Regions from separate parts of the Gasterosteus aculeatus genome. Here region 2 is linked to region 1. A link is a contact called in public Hi-C data. All regions are on one chromosome and are shown on one strand. The core of a region is the stretch at or near the end of the contact, and the rest is flanking DNA. Distances in the headings are between cores, read along the strand shown. Region 1 holds the start of LOC120807628 (hormonally up-regulated neu tumor-associated kinase). Region 2 has its middle 25 kb from the start of meis2b.

What was found. A called contact is a pair of places that touch in the nucleus more often than the background predicts.
Region 2: a contact with region 1 is called in a Hi-C map of skeletal muscle, with 4 times the contacts expected there. The contact joins the enhancer-like site here to the promoter of LOC120807628 in region 1. A contact is called at or near these places in 3 of 6 Hi-C or Micro-C datasets (skeletal muscle and whole body).

Annotation. Positions count from the first base shown.
Region 1 is chr18:2,729,844-2,732,543 of fGasAcu3.hap1.1, forward strand. It overlaps LOC120807628 (hormonally up-regulated neu tumor-associated kinase), which reads right to left and starts at 1,352. Exons shown (of 11, transcript XM_078094067.1): 1 at 774-1,352. The coding sequence starts at 1,016.
Region 2 is chr18:2,823,439-2,826,253 of fGasAcu3.hap1.1, forward strand. No RefSeq gene overlaps it. Among protein-coding and RNA genes, the nearest start is that of meis2b, 25 kb to the right of the region's middle. Within about 2 kb of position 1,388, at least 1 of the 9 cell types and tissues checked has open chromatin away from gene starts, as enhancers often do.

The DNA.
Region 1 (2,700 bases), core at 102-2,601:
ATATGCACCTTCCTCCACTGAACAGAAGTGGTGAAGTGTGTTGCTGTGTTTTGGATTCTGTGTGTTCATAAAAAGAATGTCTAGTGACTTTGTGTTTCCGTAACATTATAAAAGTCACGTTCACTCACATGGAATGAAGCGAGTTTCAGGAAGAGGCCCCTCCAGTAAATCAAAATGGAGGCCTCGAGATACGACGAGATTTTTTTGTAACTTGAAACTGCTGTTTTACGTTAAGAGAACATAGAAATGGCGTTAAGTGCTGTTGCCGTGGAATACGCCTCTGCAACAACTTTTAACCAACCCAGATTCGTCCCTGTTTAATGTACTTAGAATAAATCCGACACCAGCGTGTTTTACCCAATAAGAGGCGACTACACTCGTATGATGGAAATATATACATAACCTGATGGATTCAGGGTTCTCGAGCAGAATCATAGACAGTAGTGGACTGTGAGGCACTGAGGCAAATTTGTAATTTTGGGCTACAGCAAATAAATTGAATTGAATTGATTATATTCATCAGGAACAGACCCACTGCAGACCTCTTAAGATCTTTGGTACAAAGCTCTGTTCCTGTAAGAACCCTCAAATATTCATCCTTGTGATAGATATGGGTCTGAGGGTGTTTTTTTGTACACATGACAATGATAATAGCCAGATAACAATCAGTTAAAGTCACAACCATGTCATCGTAATCTTGCATGAATGTGAGACAGTCGGAGTCTCTTCACGCCTCGTCCTGTCTCTTCTCCCCCCCTGCAGAAAGCACTGACCTTTTCCCCCGTGCCGATGTGCAGCCCCTCCATCACTTTGGCGAAAGATCCCTTGTTGATCATTTTCCCTACTAGATAGGATCCCACCCGTTTGGAGTGGGGGAAGCTCCGCAGAAGCTCCCTGGGGACCTTCAGGGAAGGCAGGGCCGGTCGCTCCCGTCCCGAGGACCCGCGGTCCTCTCGTCCGGCCCCTCCCTCTGTCCCGACGTCCTTCGGAGCAGGCTTCAGTGCTGCAGCTGGCATCCCGGACGGGACCAGCACCTGGCATGTGTCTGCCTCTCACACCGACATACAATCAGACCCCAGAACTGGACAGTCCACATAGACCGTACACACACACACACACTGATGATAGCTTAAAAATCCTTCTTCAGGAGCAAGTGCATGCCCTCGGATATAGATTTGTTAACCTCCCATTCTCAGTTAAGTGGATCTTTATCCGTTAGTCCAGTGTTGGAGAACCTCTCTTTTCTTTGTCTGTTATTCGGACTTTTTATCAAATGCAAGTGTCTTTGTTTGAGTCAAACTGTGCAGAATGCAACTCTGGCTTCTCTCCCGTTCTCTCTCTCCCTCGCTAAGTTAGTGGAGGATTAACTTTGCTCTCAGGTCAACTCCAACGCCGAGGAGGACATTCTACACCGTAATTCCCTCCCTCCCACTCCTCACCCCCCCCCATGCTTTGCACACAGTACCTCACTGTTTGCAGTTAAACAGTAACTCTTCAAATTCTCTTACTTTACTTCCTGGGGAGTAAATGATTACTGTTGATGTAAATCTTATTTAAATAGCAGCCACTAGATACTACAGCCAAAAGCCTTCCGAACATAACAAAAGCTTTTTGCAAACACAACCTGCCATTCTGTCAAACAACAATATTTTATTGCTAATTAATAAATGTACGAGGCGCTGGCTGGAAGGTTTAGTTACATTTCCCTTTGTTCCCCCCTTTTCATGCCAATGTCAAAATATCTGTCTGCTCCTTACGTCATGTGATATAACATATATACATATAAAATACCTGAAGTGAGGTTTCAGGTGATATCAATGCGATATGACGCAGCACTGAGAGGGATCCGAGCCTCAGGGCCACGTGGTAGGAGAGTGCTAATAGATAGAAAGCTGTCACGAGGGTTTGTGGTGACGAGTGATTGGCGGCGTTAAAGTATGTCTGCTGATTCGCATGCGTGTGTGAGTGCACACGCATGGACTCAGGTTGCAGCGCGAGGGAGGACGGAGCCTTTATATCCAACATGTAACCCCATATGCTCACACACGGGCGAGCATGCACACTTTGCTCGCCGTGTGAAGCTCCTAGTTACCTTATTTTGTTTTAAATACGTCGCCATTCATAAGCCATGAACGTTTTCTTCTCTTTTATGTGCACTTGGGTGGCTTTAAACCAATTACGTACAAGGGAATGTCACCATTGTCGGGTCCGAGGCGTGTGAAAAAGACACATGAATATAAAACACAACTCAACAGCGATTCCAGAACCTTCTGCATTGAGCCGCAAAACAAAAGAGCGTCAGTAGAATCCTTCTTCAAAGGGAAAATCTTTAATATTCAATTCAAAATGTCTTCCTCCTTCGCGTCGCGTATTTATCGGTGCCTAAATGCCACGAGGCGCACACTTCATAAACAGGTCCGAAGGCCCTGGCGTGTGTGTGGGAGGAGGTGTTAACACGCCCTCCCTAAAGGTACGGCTGTCAAGCTGTATTTCTGGCTCTGTATCAGACGGAAAGAAAGAAAAGGAGGAAGGAAGGAGTTAAAGTATGAAGTGTGACGGAGGGAAGGGGGCGCTCGGCTTTGTGCCAGAAAAAGGGACCGATGGAGGAAAAGGAAGCGAGTGACTTAAAAAGTGACAAACCAAACCTTTAAAACTCTGCTTTATCGAGCCTAAATACTTTGGTGTGCGTTTGCGTCCAGA
Region 2 (2,815 bases), core at 138-2,637, 94 kb after region 1:
GGACAGAAGATGTTGTATGTGTATAGACTGTAAAGCCCTCTGAGGCAAATTTGTAATTTGCCATTTTGGGCTATACAAAATAAAATGAATTGAATTGAATATGTACAGCTTAATGATGTAACTATAATTACATTGTTTATTTAATAGTTAATAATAAAAATCAAAATTAGTTACAAAGAAAGTTGACTTGACTACAACGTACGTTAATTACGTTAAAATATTTTGTTGCATTAATCTCTGCCACATTAATCGCATAGATTAATTTATGTTGACAGCCCTAAAAAAATGATTGAAATTGTCAAGTCGATTTGTCATCATTGTTCAAAGAAAAAAAAAAAAGTTACGTAATACGTTATGAATGTAGTTCTGAAATGTAAAACTTTTTAAATTTCTTTGGAATTTCTCTAAACTGAGTTGTGGCACCTTTGTGAGATTACACCAAAACCCCTACAAGAGGTTGGATCACACCTTTTGTGTGATTTCTCTCTCATGGACAGCCTGGAGGTCCATGTGCTTTGGCCATTCAGATCATTAAACAAGTCCTCTCCTCCTGCAAATAATATCTGCTCTGACCTCGTTGCCCCAGGACAAGGCAGGACAGCGTGTCTCCAGTCAATTCTCCAGCAATAAAGACTAAGACAAGACGACGAGGAAGAACCCTTCTTCAACGTGTAAGCAGGCACGGACAATGTGCTGCTCTTGTAAGATATGTAGTTGAGAATTCTCTGGTCAAACAGAAGACTTTCTACGACGCCATTCTTAACAGTTAGTTTAGTTTGTGTTTTATAACCTTGTTTTGTTTGCTTTAAGTTTACTGTAATGTTTAACGACTGTGTATTTTTACAGACTGCCAGGCTCTGTTAAGTGCTGCGTAAATCTTTCTGTATAGTTCCTGTATGGTTATAACCTGTTATAGGTGCAAGTTTCCAGACCGCAGAGTCTGGTAAACACTGTAGTAAAATACCTTGAAAATATATTCTATTTCTGCTGCTGTTCTAGAGTCTGTTTTTGCAAGATCGGTCACTACGTGAGACTGGTAGCTGAAACTCAGATTTGCCATATACAGCTTTGTGCTTTTAACAGATAAAAATCTGTTAAAAGCACAAAGCTGTATATGGCAAATCTGAGTCTGCCATCCGCGTCTCTACATAAACAGTTTCTTTGTCTTACAGCGGCAGCTAAGATCTATTATGCTTTCAGTCCTTCCCACACACACACACACGATTGCCGGCCTTATTCGATAGCCCCGTGTGGTCTCACATGAGAGATTACGTCAGCAATAGGTAGTTTTCTTAACCTGTAGCCCACCTCCCCCTCTCTCACACACACACACACACACTCACACAATCTCTCTCCCTCTTTACATTTTTCCTATTCATGAATAATGTGATTAACAATAATTATATTGATGTAAAAATCTTGTTTCATACTAGCTAATGATCAAACACACTAAACATACTAATCTTGCACAACAACCCCTTGTTGATAGTACACACACCTGGGCCCCGTTCCTCGTATGTGGCTAACTGAGTTAGCCGGATAATTTTCAGATGACGTAGATCAGGCTTTTCGGTTCCCCGAAGCGAGTTTGGCTAAATCACCATAGGGAAACATCGAAAATTTTAACCTGCTCCGGCGCAGGTTCATTTGAGCCAGCTGGATTGGTTCCTCCGGAAAAAAAGGGCAGCTCATTGATGAAGGAGTGATATCAGTTAGTTCTTACCTTTTATAGAGAGAGTTCTCCAAGATCACAAAGATCCGTTATGACATCGCAATGACCATTACGAGCGTCATCGATGCTGAAGACAAGAAATAATTCATTGGAAGAAGACCTTCTGAAGCCATAACATTACGTGATGAACACCACGCGCTGCAGCCGAGCGTCCACTGTCTCTCACAGACTGTCTCACACACTCCCTCATAGTGTACATGTTTGTACAGTGTAGCGATGCAGAGAACAACTGGAAAGCCACTGCATGTTGTGCTCTTCGTAAAGTTTATTTGTTGCTTAATAAACTTCTGGATATTTCACTGCTTTAATTAATCAAATGTCTGATTATGAACAATAGATAAATACTGATTCGCCCATACACAGATTCAAAGTTATACGTAATCTACACACATCCATGTGATACTTAAGCTGATACAGTACATATGTATGGCATCAGATCAGTCTCAATAATGGCAAATGCAGACAGAACAATTCACAAATGCATACGCAACAATTCTCAAATGTATTCGATTCACAAATGCGCACTGAACAAGTAATGTATTTGATCGAAGCGGAGCATCGTCACTACCAGATGACATTGTTTGCTGACTTTGGACCCGTTGCATCTCAAGTTGCATTGCATTATCGCTGGAAGGCTCGTGGGGAGGGGAGGGGGGAGCTTCGCTCATGCGATTGGTTGAAAATGAAGGCGACATCTGAATGGCTACAGATAGATTCATTTAGAAAAAACGCATTTGTGGATCTGCGACGTAAGACCAGTCTCTAAAAACCCAAACACAAATGCAGTGCGATCCGCAAATATAAATCGTAATTTCTTAATGTGTGCGGTAATATTTGTAAATTAAGATATCTGCGCAAAATAGATGCTTTTACTGCACGTTGTGGCAACCCACGGGCATAGCACCTCAAGAGATCAGCACCAAGGGCAGGGGCACCAACGAGCAAGAGGTGAGGTGACCAAAAGGAGAAATACCCCGCTCCCTCTGGAGACAACAAGCGGCTCATAAGGCTGATGAAGGTTGGCCACACTATAAAGGACCAACCATTCCAACAGCCCGAGAGACTAGACGTGAGTAGGAGCTG